2 separate regions of the Sus scrofa genome follow, and region 2 is linked to region 1. The links are chromatin contacts, called in public Hi-C maps. All regions are on one chromosome and are shown on one strand. The core of a region is the stretch at or near the end of the contact, and the rest is flanking DNA. Distances in the headings are between cores, read along the strand shown.

Evidence for each region. Hi-C and Micro-C count contacts between places; a contact is called where the count stands out from the background.
Region 2: a contact with region 1 is called in a Hi-C map of liver, with 6 times the contacts expected there. The contact joins the promoter of TCF7L2 here to the promoter of ACSL5 in region 1. A contact is called at or near these places in 1 of 47 Hi-C or Micro-C datasets (liver) and 1 of 2 datasets of contacts at active chromatin or transcription factors (alveolar macrophages).

What each region holds. Positions count from the first base shown.
Region 1 is chr14:122,779,400-122,782,099 of Sscrofa11.1, forward strand. ACSL5 (acyl-CoA synthetase long-chain family member 5) reads left to right here and starts at 1,422. Exons shown (of 22, transcript NM_001195321.1): 1 at 1,422-1,671. It also overlaps the pseudogene LOC100626929.
Region 2 is chr14:123,342,377-123,345,076 of Sscrofa11.1, forward strand. It overlaps TCF7L2 (transcription factor 7-like 2), which reads left to right and starts at 1,319. Exons shown (of 17, transcript XM_005657478.3): 1 at 1,319-2,064; 2 at 2,338-2,404; 3 at 2,581-2,700. The coding sequence starts at 1,876.

The DNA.
Region 1 (2,700 bases), core at 172-2,671:
AACTACAGGGAGTTGCCATCGTGGCTCAGTGGTAATAAACCCGACTAGTATCCACATGGACACTGGTTCGATCCCTGGCCTTGCTCGGTGGGCTAAGGATCCAGTGTTGCTGTCAATGTGGTGTAGGCCGGCAGCTATAGCTCCGATTCAACCCCAAGCCTAGGAACTTCCATATGCCGCAGGTGCAGCCCTACACACACACACACACACACACACACACACACACGAAAGGAAAGGAAAAAAAAGAAACAACTACAGGTCCTAGTGCTCTGTAGACCAATACCCAAGACCCTTGCCAGGGCATCTGCACATTCAAAGCACTTTTTATAATCATGCCAAGTAGTGATTTGCTTTTCCCATGATCATTGTCTCATAAGCATACAGCAGTTTTCCAGAGCCTCCAAGACAAAATGCAGGATCAGTCTGACAGCTAATGGCATATGCGTTTTTTTTTTTTTGTTTGTTTGTTTTTTTTTTTTGGTCATGTATTCCATGCAGAAATTCCCCGGGCCAGGGACTAAACCCAAGCCACAGCAGTGTCAACACCAAGTCCTTAACCACTAGGCTACTAGGGAACTCTGTGGGTTCCTAATTTTAAAAATTCCCAGGTTTTTGTGTGTGTGTCTTTTTGTCTTTTTAGGGCTGCACCCTAGGCATATGGAGGTTCCCAGGCTAGGGCTCCAATCAGAGCTGTAGCTGCCAGCCTATATCATAGCCACAGCAACACGGGATCCAGGTTGCATCTGCAATCCACACCACAGCTCACGGCAATGTTGGATCCTTAACCCACTGAGCAAGGCCAGGGAATGAACCCACATCCTCATGCTAGTTGGGTTCCGTAACCACTGAGCCATAACAGAAACTCCAAAATTTGCCAGCTTTTAATCTGGGAGGTGAGGGAGGTAGCCAAATACATTTGTATTTTCAGTTTTGAGATATGAAAAGGATGAGCCGATATATCAGAGGAAAAGAACAGACTCTCCCTCACTGTCCCTGTCATTCCTGAGTTCCTTCTTTGGTTGACTTTATCAGAACTGCTTCAGAGACAGGCTGGGCATTGGAGAGGGGGTGACCCAGGACTTGGCTGGCCAGCAGGTATCCCCAGGGTCTTGGAAGGACATGAGGGCCGAGGTACCCTTGGCCACATCTGTCCTGGGAAGGCAGCGGCGAACCTTGCCTCTCTGACACTGGTGGTCTGAGGAGGGCACCTCGAGTCATTTTTGTCTGGGTTTTGGTCTTGGTTTAGCAGTAAGCAGACAAACAGGGAAAGGGTGTGTTGTGTGGATACAGGCTGGCTTATGTGTCAGCCCTTAGGGACTGGTGGTAAAGGCTTTGACACTGAGCCAGAGGAGCGTTGGCGGCTTTTCTCCTTCTGGTCAAAACGCTTCCACTTTCAGTTGTGAAAGAAAAACCAGGAAGTGAAGTCCCCGAGCACGAGCACGTTAGAAGCTGGCCATGGCCTGACTCCTGACTTCAGAGCAGCTCACACCGGGGCTGACGGCTCAGAAGGCTCAGAACTGGGGATCCCTGGCCAGCAGGGATGCTCTGAAGACCCCCTGACCTTGGAGAGACCAGGTGAGGGGAGAGCTAAGGGACTCTTGTGCCTGGAGCCACTCAGAGCCGGGAGTCCCCGCTTGCTGGAAGCACCAAGGGATGCGGCCTTCTCACAAGGTGAGGGGGTATCCGGAAGGGCTACTTGGCAAGGGGGCTCGAGGGCACAGAGCTGATGCCCAGGGGGCATCCTGACCCCCAGCTGCGGTGGATCTGCAGCTCTCTGGGTCCCAGGCACATGTGAGTACTTGCTTTATCCCTGGTCTCTAGTTAAACCCTGCTCATCACCAGGGGTTGGGGGGATGGGGTGCCTGGGGAGGGAGGAATGTGGGGCAGGGATTGGACTTCCTTTCTCCTGCCTCTCTTGGGGAAGGGGAAGCACAGACCCCTTCTTATGGGCCCAGGCCTCTGCTGTGGCTCCCCTGTGGCAGGCTGGGGGCTGCCCTCGGTTTTCCTGATGGATTTTGAGTCCTCCTTGCCAGGGAAGGGACTGATGGAATGGTTTCTGAGTGAAGTGGGATCTGTTTTAAGAGATAGCGGCCACGTGCTTAACTTAAGATGAACTTCAAATGACCTTCGAGGAATGAGCATTGGAAAGGGACTCCACGGTGTGGGCCTTGCTACCTAATGTGGGTATCTGTCTTTTTGGTGGTTTGAAAAGTAAAATTGAATCTATAGCCCCAGTGTGTAAGTAATTGATATTCTTTAACAGAGGCAGTCCTAAAAACTAATAAAATTAATGAAATTAACTAATAAAATGAAACAAAATTTAATTTCAAATTAAAAGATGGATTCAGTTTAAAAAAAAAGGGAGGAGGAGGAATTGGGAGTTTCCACGGTGGAGCAGCAGGTTAAGAACCCGATATCGTCCATGAGGACTCGGGTTTGATCCCTGGCCACACTCAGTGGGTTCAGGATCTGGCATTATCGTGAGCTGTGGTGTAGGTCACACATGTGGCTCACATCCACCATGGCTGTGGCTGTGACATAGGCCAGCAACTATAGCTCTGATTCGACCCCTAGCCTGGGAACTTCAACATGCTGTAGGTTTGGCCTTAAAAAGAAAAAAAAAGGAGTAATTGGTTTTGCTTGACTCCTCCCTCTGTAGTCCAGAGTTACTTTATGGTTGGGCCCTTCAACTGACAAGCA
Region 2 (2,700 bases), core at 69-2,568, 560 kb after region 1:
ATTTCTTTTTTTCTGGTTCTTTTTGTCTCTTTCATATGGTAGATTCCTGTCCACTTCTCATTGGATATTTGCAAGAAAATCAGTGTTCTTGCTCCATTTTCCAGGAATACTGCGTTTTGGGACCCAGGCCTTTTCCCCTTTAACATAATTTTCTTTCCCATTTGTAGTGAATCAATCTACTTCCCCAAGAGAGCCTAAAAATCAACAAATACCTGCCTCAAACCTCAGGTTTTCCATCTCCTCCCTGAGGCCTTCAAGCATCAGCTGGGTTAGCAATTTCCTGCCAGAGCCATCTACATCTTGATTATTTGGTCAGTCTTTCGGGAATTTCATTTCAGACCCCCTTCCAGAAAGACTCCAGCACCACTGATCCCAGAGGTTGGTGAACTTTCAGTTTTATTTTCCCTGGTGATGTTAACGCCCAAACTTTTCACTTCCAAAGCCAGAAAGGACTTTGAATCCTAACTCATTTCCTACCACCTCCAACTCAGTTAAAACAAACAAACAAACAAAAAGCCACAACACTACATTGAAATGAATCATGCATTTTTCCTTAAGGATATTTTTAATGCCCCTGACAAACACCACAGTGTTGGAATTTTTTTTTTTTTTTTGGATAAAAAGTCATTTTGGCATATTTAGTCTAGTGAGACAAGATTTAATGAAATGATTCACTATTAATAAACAAAAAGGGGAGGGAAGACCTCGTGGGTTAATAGTTTCTTTCACTGCAGATGACCAGGAACTTTGCCCAGCCCTCCACTTCCCCAGGCTCTCTGAAAGTGGAGGGTTGATCTCTCTTTTTCGACCACTTCTGTTACATCCCGCCCGAGGGTGGCTGATTTCACTGCTGGCTAAACCACCAAGCACCCCACCCTCCCACCCATTCCCCACAACACTCTCCTCCTTTTCCCCTTCCTTAAGACTTATTTCTAATGTTTCCAAAGTGCACTTTTTCTGGGCCTCTCCCCATCCCCGCCCCCCAAGTGGGCTTTCCTTCCGCCTTTCCCGGCTCGGATTCCTGACTCGGTCGCCACCCTCTTCCCCTCCTCTCCTACCCCGCATTGTCTTTCTGAAGCCGGCCCCCTCCCGGAGCGAGTCCCCGTTCCCTCGCCCAGACTCCCGGGCTCGCACACTCTCAGCGCAGGCCTCTCCCCCTGCACACTCCTCCCTCTGTCTCTCTGCCCCTCTCCTCCCCCGCCCCTCTCCTCCTCCTCCTCTCCCTCCTCCCTCTCCCGGCGCCCGAAAGGATCATTGTTAGCCGCCCCCGCCCCGCCCACTCCGGCTGTTTATTTATGCAGACGTCACCCGGCCGGCCCCGCCCCTCGGCATCTCATTAAGCGAGTGTGTTCCTCTCGCCCTGTCAATAATCTCCGCTCCCAGACTACTCCGTTCCTCCGGATTTCGATCCCCCTTTTTCTATCTGTCAATCAGCGCCGCCTTTGAACTGAAAAGCTCTCAGTCTAACTTCAACTCACTCAAATCCGAGCGGCACGAGCTCCTCCTGTATCTTCGGCTTCCCCCCCCTTTGCTCTTTATATCTGACTTCTTGTTGTTGTTGGTGGTGTTTTTTTTTTTACCCCCCTTTTTTTATTTATTATTTTTTTGCACATTGATCGGATCCTTGGGAACGAGAGAAAAAAGAAACCCAAACTCACGCGTGCAGAAGATCTCCCCCCCCTTCCCCTCCCCTCCTCCCTCTTTCCCCTCCCCAGGAGAAAAAGACCCCAAAGCAGAAAAAAAGTTCACCTTGGACTCGTCTTTTTCTTGCAATATTTTTTTTGGGGGGGTAAAACTTTTTGGGTTTTTTTTTTTTTTTTGGCTTTTCTTCCTCCTTCATTTTTCTTCCAAAATTGCTGCTGGTGGGTGAAAAAAATGCCGCAGCTGAACGGCGGTGGAGGAGATGACCTAGGCGCCAACGACGAACTGATTTCCTTCAAAGACGAGGGCGAGCAGGAGGAGAAGAGCTCCGAAAACTCCTCGGCAGAGAGGGATTTAGCTGATGTCAAATCGTCTCTAGTCAATGAATCAGAAACGAATCAAAACAGCTCCTCCGATTCCGAGGTAGGAAAAGCCCCTCGGGCTGGTGGGGTTCTGAATCTATTTCCTGGGCTTGGCAAAGGTTGCTTACAGGGGAGAAATCGGGGCTGGGGGCGGCGGTAGGGCGCCGCGGGGCCGGGCGGGCGGCGTGTGCGTGTGGTGCCACCATTGCAAAAAGTTGTAACCCTGTTTTTCTCTCCCCCCAAACCCCCACCCCACTGATTCTTTTTCTCCCCCTTCTCCCCCCTCTGCGTGCCGTTTGCCCCTCGCCCTCCCCACCTCCACCCCTCCGGGAAGGCGGAAAGACGGCCTCCGCCTCGCTCCGAAAGTTTCCGAGATAAATCCCGGGAAAGTTTGGAAGAAGGTGAGTACGTCCCGCGCGCCCCGCAGCCGCCGGGAGCTGCCCCCCGGGCCCGCCGCCCCGCGTGCCCCGGCCGGGCCGGGGCGCCCGGCCACTTGGGGCACTTTCTAAAAAGTTTCTCCTCGCTCTCTCCCGGTCCGCGCGGCCGCCGCCGTCCCCTCGCCGTCCCGCCATGTTAGCGGCCAAGAGGCAAGATGGAGGGCTCTTTAAGGGGCCACCGTATCCCGGCTACCCCTTCATCATGATCCCCGACCTGACGAGCCCCTACCTCCCCAACGGATCGCTCTCGCCCACCGCCC